3 separate regions of the Sus scrofa genome follow, and regions 1 and 3 are each linked to region 2. A link is a contact called in public HiChIP or PLAC-seq data. All regions are on one chromosome and are shown on one strand. The core of a region is the stretch at or near the end of the contact, and the rest is flanking DNA. Distances in the headings are between cores, read along the strand shown.

Evidence for each region. HiChIP or PLAC-seq counts read pairs in DNA pulled down with a chosen protein or histone mark.
Region 1: an H3K27ac HiChIP or PLAC-seq map of skeletal muscle shows a contact between it and region 2. The contact joins the enhancer-like site here to the promoter of DENND6A in region 2. A contact is called at or near these places in 5 of 47 Hi-C or Micro-C datasets (epiblast stem cells, fetal heart ventricle, psoas muscle and 1 more) and 2 of 2 datasets of contacts at active chromatin or transcription factors (alveolar macrophages and skeletal muscle).
Region 3: an H3K27ac HiChIP or PLAC-seq map of alveolar macrophages shows a contact between it and region 2. The contact joins the promoter of PDE12 here to the promoter of DENND6A in region 2. A contact is called at or near these places in 1 of 5 promoter capture datasets (fetal liver), 1 of 47 Hi-C or Micro-C datasets (heart right ventricle) and 1 of 2 datasets of contacts at active chromatin or transcription factors (alveolar macrophages).

The regions. Positions count from the first base shown.
Region 1 is chr13:39,683,744-39,686,549 of Sscrofa11.1, forward strand. It overlaps SLMAP (sarcolemmal membrane-associated protein), which reads left to right. Exons shown (of 21, transcript XM_021069059.1): 12 at 1,798-1,857. Among named protein-coding and RNA genes, the nearest start is that of FLNB, 100 kb to the right of the region's middle. Within about 2 kb of position 1,333, at least 18 of the 83 cell types and tissues checked have an H3K27ac peak or open chromatin away from gene starts, as enhancers often do. A contact at or near this core is called in skeletal muscle, where this site is marked.
Region 2 is chr13:39,522,663-39,525,362 of Sscrofa11.1, forward strand. DENND6A (protein DENND6A) reads right to left here and starts at 1,448. Exons shown (of 20, transcript XM_021069010.1): 1 at 1,123-1,448. The coding sequence starts at 1,359.
Region 3 is chr13:39,394,200-39,396,899 of Sscrofa11.1, forward strand. It overlaps PDE12 (2',5'-phosphodiesterase 12), which reads left to right and starts at 1,318. Exons shown (of 3, transcript XM_001926462.5): 1 at 1,318-2,700. The coding sequence starts at 1,442. It overlaps DNAH12 (dynein heavy chain 12, axonemal), which reads right to left and starts at 1,067. Exons shown (of 75, transcript XM_021069807.1): 1 at 797-1,067.

The DNA.
Region 1 (2,806 bases), core at 83-2,582, 160 kb after region 2:
TCATAATATAAATACCAATTACAGATGGACAAAATATAACACTTATGAGGATGATGATAGGATACGAGAGCTTACTCATCTATGAGAGATTGTCGGTAAATAATGTCTAAAATGGAAAAATTAAGAAATAGCAATATAGGAATTCCCGTGATGGCTCAGTGATGATGAAGCTGACTAGTATCCATGAAGGTGCAGGCTCAATCTCTGGCCTCTCTGAGTGGGTTAAAAGATGTGTAGGAGTTCCTGTCATGGCTCAGTGGTTAACAAACCCAACTAGTATCCATGAGGACTCAGGTTCGATCCCTGGCCTCGCTCAGTGAGCTAAGGATCTGGTGTTGCTGTGAGCTGTGGTGTAGGTTGCAGACGCAGCTCGGATCCTACATTGCTGTGGCCGTGGCTGTGGTGTAGGCCAGCAGCTACAGCTCTGATTCGACCCCTAGCTTGGGAACCTCCAAGTGCCACCAGTGTGGCCCTAAAATATATGTATATTTTAAAAAGCAATATATTATTTAGAAATGTAAATGTAAAGAGCCAAAGAAATGGCTAGAGATTAAAAAGTTGTTGCTTGTAGGAAGTGATTTTCAGGAATGGAATGGAGTAGGGCAGCTTACATTATATATCTTGAAGGACTAAGGCCCTTTAAAATTATCTGAATCTATTACTTTAACTTTTTTTTTTTTCAAAAAGGTTTAGGCAAACGGTGCCATATCCTGCAAAAACCCTAAATGAAATGAAAATCATGAAAAGGAGCTGTGGGTATTGGCAGATAGGAGGTTATAGTGATCTTGGAGTGGTTTCAGTGGTTGAATGATGGGTGTAGACCAAGTTGAAGTGGATCAAAGAGTAGAAGAACAGGGAAATTATTTCACATATTGTAAAAGTGTAAACTGAAGGAAACCAACCGACATACAGGATCAATTAAGTGAAATAGATATATTATCCTCCTGAGTGAAAGGCAGAATATAAAAATCCAACTTTAAATAAACTATAAAGAAGCTGCATTATACATTTGCAAAGGATCCCCCATAAAATTTTGTTTTAATTTTAGTTTCTTTAAATAATTAGCTCTTCTGAACGGATTCATTTTACTTAAACATGTCATACAGGCATCCCTCCTAAATTGTATCAAAAGAGAAAAATAAACTGTTGGTATAACATTATTTCCTTTTTTTTTTCTTTTTGTCTCTTTAGGACCTCACCCATGGCATATGGAAGTTCTCAGGCTAGGGGTCGAATTGAAGCTATAACTGTCAGCCTCCACCACAGCTACAGCGACTTGGAATCCAAGCCACACCTGTGACCTACATCACAGCTCACTGAAACGCCAGATCCTTAATCCACTGAGCGAGGCCATGGGTCAAACCTGCATCCTCATGGATGCTAGTCAGCTTTGTTACCACTGAGCCACAATGGAAACTCCTATATTATTTCTTTATCTAAATTAAATACCTTCTCAGAATTCGTTTGTTTCAACTAAATATCTTGATTTAAAGGGGATTGCTTTGTTTGTTCTGAGTTCTTTTTTAAAAGTTCTAGACTTTTAAAATAAGATGAAAAATAATGAAAACTGAAGGCAAATTTTCCCTTATCCTCAGATTTCTGCATTGACCTGATTATTCTATCATAGCTCAAGTTCCCTTAGTTCCCCTTCTAGGTTCAAGTTTTTGTTCACGCCTAGTCATGGGAGTAATGTTATCATCTTTAAATTTGGTCATGGAATGTGTTGTACTGCCCCGCTCGGGGAAATGCTTGCTCCTCAGTTTGGGCTTGGATAGTAACGTTTATTTTCTTTGGCAGAGAAGCTGATCGTCGAGGGGCATCTAACCAAAGTGGTAGAAGAAACAAAGCTTTCAAAAGGTTCGTTTTCTGTGGGATTTTTTGGTGGGTTTGACAACTTTTTTGGATAATGAAGGCTAGTGTACAAGGTCATGTATTTTAACATGAATTTATTTCTTATAGCTTACAAAATGGCAATCCAATAACAGTATCAGATAATAATATAAAACAGAAATCTCTTTTAAGAAGGATGTATTCATCAGAAAGTTTCTTTTTAAATGGGAGTGAGTGTGTGTGTGTGTGTGTGTGTGTGTGTGTGTGTGTGTGTGTTGTAATGCTTGGAATAGGTTTCTTTGAGTATTAAAGATTTGTTGCGATCTCTGTCTTACTTCCAGCATTATTTTCAGCTTTTATCTCAAATTTTTAATCAAATTCAATGTAAGTTTTTTTTGAAACAGGTGGAAAATGCTTGCAGTTCTATTTTTGTGGTTATTCTGCTTTAATATTCCTAATGACATTTTTTAATGTTATCTTAATTGTTAACATCTCAATTTTTTATTTAAACAAAAGTGATTATATAAAACCTTCTTATATTTTATAATGAATAGTCCTGTAATTGTCTGAAGTGATTTATTTTGTTAATTCTTTTCTGTTATGACTGTCAGAGAAGAAAAGTGAGTTTTAAAGCAACATATTGTCAAATCACTTTTATGTACGGGGAAATCAGGCAAATAAATTTAGTGACATATGTTCATTATCATTATAAGACTTTCATCAGAAGAACATGCCAGTTTGAAATTTAAAACTAAATTCACATTTTGGTTAGTTAAAACAATGAGTGATAAAAGTTCGCAATACTTGTCTTCATTACATTCTGTTTTATGAAGGTAACTGGATCCATTTGGCTTTTAAAAACTTTTAAAAGGATAGTGTTATTTCAACTATCTGGTGGCTTCCATTTGGAGTTTTGTGCACGGCAGATGCCATATTTGGAGAAAGAATGCACAAAATATGCATCACTAATATTGTT
Region 2 (2,700 bases), core at 198-2,697:
CTGTTCATGTATTCATTGATTCTATCAATTTTTTATTGAACACCACCATGCGCCAGGCATTGCATTTAACTCTCTCTCCCAGAGTGATTAATCTAGGTTCTCCTCTAAATTGTAGTCTCAATCTACAAATACAGGTTAGAGCATATCCTTCATGTTTGTGTGTCCAGCACAATGCCAAGATCTTAATGGAAACAATGTGTATTGAGATATATAATAATAAAACACAGAGAAAACAAGCTGAATACACAGTTCACATTAAGAAAAACCTCCCCGGCCAATTTTCTAGCCAACTCAAGCCACTCAAGTCAGAATTAAATGGTTAATTAAAATCTGTCATTACCACCAAAACAAAACAAAACAATCTTCTAACCCTAGGTCGTTCTAATAATGTTTTTCTTGGATACATAAAGACAAGCGATCTCCTGTGCTACAAAAGGGACCCTAAATAATGTGAAGAGTAGTTAAGATTACAAAGCCTTCCGATAAGGTGTTATAGGAAAACTTGACAGATTCACAAGCCAACTATTTTCCTTATGTTCATCTTGATATCAGCTTTCAAGCCGTTTCAGAAGCACTATCAAGAAACAACAGAAATGAGGAACAAAAGCAAAAGAGAAAATGCTTTCTGAGAAAAGCATTTCGGCTCAGGCTGAGTGGAATGCTCTGGAGTTACTGCTAATGATTAAAACAATCTATAGGTCTAAAAAAAATGTTGGTTGTGTGGCGTTTGGCTATTATAGTTCACCGTATGTCATGGGCATTGTTCCATTCTTGACAAAGTCCTAAACATCCTGCCTGCAGTCTTCCCTGGGTGCCGCTAACCATTCTAGTTATTCCTGTGATACCGGGTTAAAAAAAAAAGAAAAAGAAAACATGACGGTCAACAAGAATCTAGAAGGGGCCGAGAGAGAACTTTTCACCCCTAGCCACAGCCCACGATCCTCCCAAGGGAACTAACTCTGGACCGCAGCCCAGTATACTGGCGGAGGGGCGGCCGGCCACGCCCGGATGCGCATCGGCCGGGGTCCAGGCAGGCCGGCCCGCGAGCCACACACTCTGCTGGGACCGCCCCGGCGCGGGGACCCGGGTCGCACACGGGGTCAAGGTGCGGCTGGGCCTCACCTCTACGGCTTGGCCCAGCTCCAGGTCGAAGCCCACCACACACACGCAGTGCAGCCAGGCAGAGAAGCCGTCCCAGCGCAGCAGGCCCCGGCCGCGGCCCTCGTCTTCCTCATCCTCCTCCGATACAGCTCCCGCCGCCACCAAGGCAGATGCCTCGCGCTCCTCGTCCGTCGCCACCGCCTCATCCGCCGGCCCGCGGGAACCGGGCCCCGAGCCTGCCAGGCCCCGCAGAGCCATCCGCCTCCCCCTTGCTGTTCGCGCCGCCCCCACCGCGGACCGCGCTGCACAGCGCGCCTGGCTCCGCGCAGGCGCAGCCGCCTCTGGTGCAGCCGCGGGGGACGGGCTCAGCCGGGGCGGGGCCGCGACCCACGTGACCCTGGGAGCCCGGCTCTGCACCAGTCCTCGTGTACCACAGCGTAGATGTGGGGACGTCAGGCAAGCGCTTGGTTGAACTTGAGAAGCGGGCCCTGGCTTCCTTTCCTCAATGTTCCTCAACACTGATACAGTGAATCCTGGGATCCTCCTTCGCAGTCCAACGACCAGGAAATGAAGTATTCTTGAAATGTCATCATTCATAATTATAAGGTATTATTAAAATGTTAAAATATAGTGGTCAAGAAGAGCAGACTTCGAGTTCCCAGGGGGGAAAGGGAAGGGAATGGGATGGATGGGCATTTTGGGGGGTTTTTTGGGTGCAAATTCTTATATTTGGAATGGATGGGCAATGGGACCTACTGTAAAGCACAGGAAATGTGTGTGATTGGGTCAGTTTGCTGTACAACAGAACCTGACGAAACACTGTAAATCAACCACACTTTAATTTAAAAAAAAAAATTAGTAACGTGGCTAAATTGAGCATTTACTCTGTGCCAGATGATGTGCCAAGCAAGTACTTTACAAATATTACTTCACTGAATGTTCGCATCATGGCTAGTAGGTGGTCACTATTATTTATTTATTTTTAGATAAAGAAACTGAGGTTTTGAGAGGTTACATGACCTGCCAAGCAAGTATTAACATTCTGATGCTGATTTACAGTTCACTCAGGCAACCTACTGACTGAGAGATCCCTTCATTCAGCTGTTCCCTCTCCACCAAGCCCTCTCCCACCTTTCTTGGCCTAATTGTCCGTGACTCATTCAGCATTCACACAGCAGCATCCCAAGAGCTCTCTGGAACACCAGGTTGGCCTCCACAGCAATCTGGATCACTTAGCAAGGGTTTAGTCTCAAGCAGCTTTATATTCTTGGAGCTCAGCATTGAGCTAGGCACCCAGGAGGTAGTTGGTTTGTTGAATTGTTATTTTTATAGGTCCAACTTGATACTACTGACCGGATTTATTCAGCACCTACTATGTGAGCATAAACTGCACAGTGGATGTAAGTAAGGAACACACAGAGTTCCCTGGTGGTTCAGCAGGAAGGATCTAGCATTGTACTGCTGTGGCTCAGGTCACTGCTGTGACATGGGTTTGATCCCTGGCCCAGGAACTTCCCATGCAAAAAAAAAAAAAAATAATAAATTAAATAAATAAATAAAAACAGCACTGTATTCATACTTTTTTCTTTTCTTTTCTTT
Region 3 (2,700 bases), core at 68-2,567, 130 kb before region 2:
AAAAAACCAACAAAACCCTAAAGGAAAGAATGGCACTTCAAGGCATCTGTCTCAAAATTGGGATTAAGACTGCAAGAGTTCAATTACATCAGCTTGCTTAAAGGAAAGTCACATTTTCTAATACAGCTTTTATCATTCTTTAAGTTGAATAATTTAAGATTGAGTTCTGCTTAAGTTGCATGAAGAAAAATGCTGGAGATAAGAAAAACGCCATTTTAAAATACTTGCTAACGTGGATACTATAAACTGGGGAAATGAAACTTGTTTAGGGCACTTAGTTGATATAATGTAGTGACTTTTAACCCTACTAGGTAGCTCTAGATCACATAAATATCACCAGTATTCGGTCACTTTGTCAAATGCTTGCTGTGTGGAGAGGGGGAGGACATGTATATAAATTTCAAATAACAGCAAAATTCATCCTTCCTGTAGAAAAGGCTTATTTTCCTCACTGTAATCCAGAAGAAAATGTGTAGTTTATTTTTAGATACCCAATAAATAAATACTCTAGTTGTAGAAGGAAAGTGGACACAGATCATTTGCCGAGAGAATTCTCAACTTGTTCTGAATCTTAAAGGGTTTTTTCCCCTTCAGTAAATCATAGAATATTAATTATATTCAACACAAAATCTGTTTCTTGAACTACTTTTTTCATGTGGGTTTCAAGGAAGTTACACTTCCCATTTCCTCTTACCCAGTAGCTATCCTGTCACCTGTCATTCATTCAGCAAAGTCTGTTTGACCTAGAGCAGGTAACTTAATCTTTCCGGACCTCACATCTGTAACTGGAACTTACTATTTATCGTTCCTGGTTATTAGCTATCACAAAAACTCTGCTGGGCGCGTCGGCGCTGACTGGGCCTGAGGCAAACCCACACTTCGGAAGAGGGTTAGCAGTGTCGGGAATAGTGAGGAGAGGAACTGAGAAATATTTTCCACGCCCGAACCCGGGCTGGCAGTCCAGGGGGATCTCCTCACGCCCTCGCGCAGGGCAGCTCCAGGCAGCACAAGAAAGGAGGCGGTCAGAGCCCAGATAAGGCGCCAGGATCCTTCGGGGAAACGAAACTCGCTACACCGCCTCAACCACTTGAGCTTGGGCGCGCCTTCTCTTCCGCCTGCTAACTGCACTTTCGATAAACCATTAAGTCTAATATTCCCCTCTGAAGCCTCCATGTTTTTATTTTTCTAGCCTTATAGCTAGAGTTAGATATAAAAATTAAGCTGGGATGGATTGGAGGCAGACGTAGCTGTGGAAGAAAATTAGCAGATTAGCAGGCCTGGCGAAAGTGCGGGGCGAGAGCACCGTGCGCACTCTCCTCGCCGGCCGGAAGTTGAGGAACTGAATGGGTCCTGGAGCCGGTGGCTGCTGCTCCTCTGTCTCTCCCTGACGCTTAGCGGCCGTTCAGCCGCAGGTCTCGTCAGCCGCTAGGCCACCAGGTTCATGTGGAGGCTCCCAGGCGCCCGCGCCGCGCTTCGTGGGGTCCGCACGGCGGTGGAGCGGCACAGTCGAGCTGAGGCGGCGACTGAGACCGCGGCAGGCGTGATGGAGCGCGCTGTAGTGCGCTGTGTGCCCTCGGAGCCTAAGCTTAGCTTGTCCTTCGCTCTGGCCGACGGTAGCCACAAGAATATGCAGCGCGACCAGAGCGAGCCGCTGGGTCGGGCCCTCAGCCGGATCGCTACTAATGCTCTCAAAGGCCACGCTAAGGCGGCCGCGGCCAGGAAGAGCAGGAAGAACCGGCCAAACGCAGGCGGCGGTGGGGCCTGTGCGGGGTCTGGGCCCGAGCCGGCTGCAGCCTGCGAACCCGTAGTGAAGCTGTACTACCGGGAGGAGGCAGTGGCTGAAGACGTGCTCAATGTGGACGCCTGGCAGGACGGTGCGGTGCTGCAGATCGGCGATGTCAAATACAAGGTAGAGCGCAACCCGCCCTCCCTCACCGAGCTGCAGTTGCCGCGCTACATCATGGCCGGCTTCCCGGTGTGCCCCAAGCTCGGCCTCGAATTTGGGGATCCCGCCGGCTCCCTCTTCCGCTGGTACAAGGAAACCAAACCTACAGCGGTGGAGCCTGAGGGCGGAGGCCCCTCGTCATTGTCTCCCTCTTCACCTTCTCCTGGTTGGACCGAGACGGGTGTGAACGAGCGCGTCTACACCCCGTCCAATGCTGACATCGGGCTACGGCTCAAACTTCATTGTACCCCAGGCAATGGGCAGCGCTTCGGACCAAGCCGAGAATTGGAAAGTGTGTGTTCGGTGGAGGCCGGGCCCGGCACGTGCACCTTTGACCACCGGCATCTCTACACGAAGAAGGTGACTGACGACGCCCTCATCCGCACAGTCTCCTACAACCTTCTGGCCGACACATATGCCCAGACTGAGTTCTCACGGACGGTCCTGTACCCGTACTGTGCCCCTTACGCCCTGGAACTCGACTACCGCCAGAACCTTATCCAAAAGGAACTCACGGGCTACAACGCCGACCTCATCTGTTTGCAGGAAGTTGACCGCGACGTGTTTACAGACAGCTTGGTGCCGGCCCTCGAGGCCTTTGGGCTGGAGGGCGTGTTTCGAATCAAGCAGCATGAAGGCCTCGCTACTTTTTACCGAAAGTCCAAGTTCAGCCTCCTTAGCCAGCATGACATTGCTTTCCATGAGGCCCTGCAGTCCGACCCACTTCACAAAGAACTGCTGGAGAAACTGGTTTT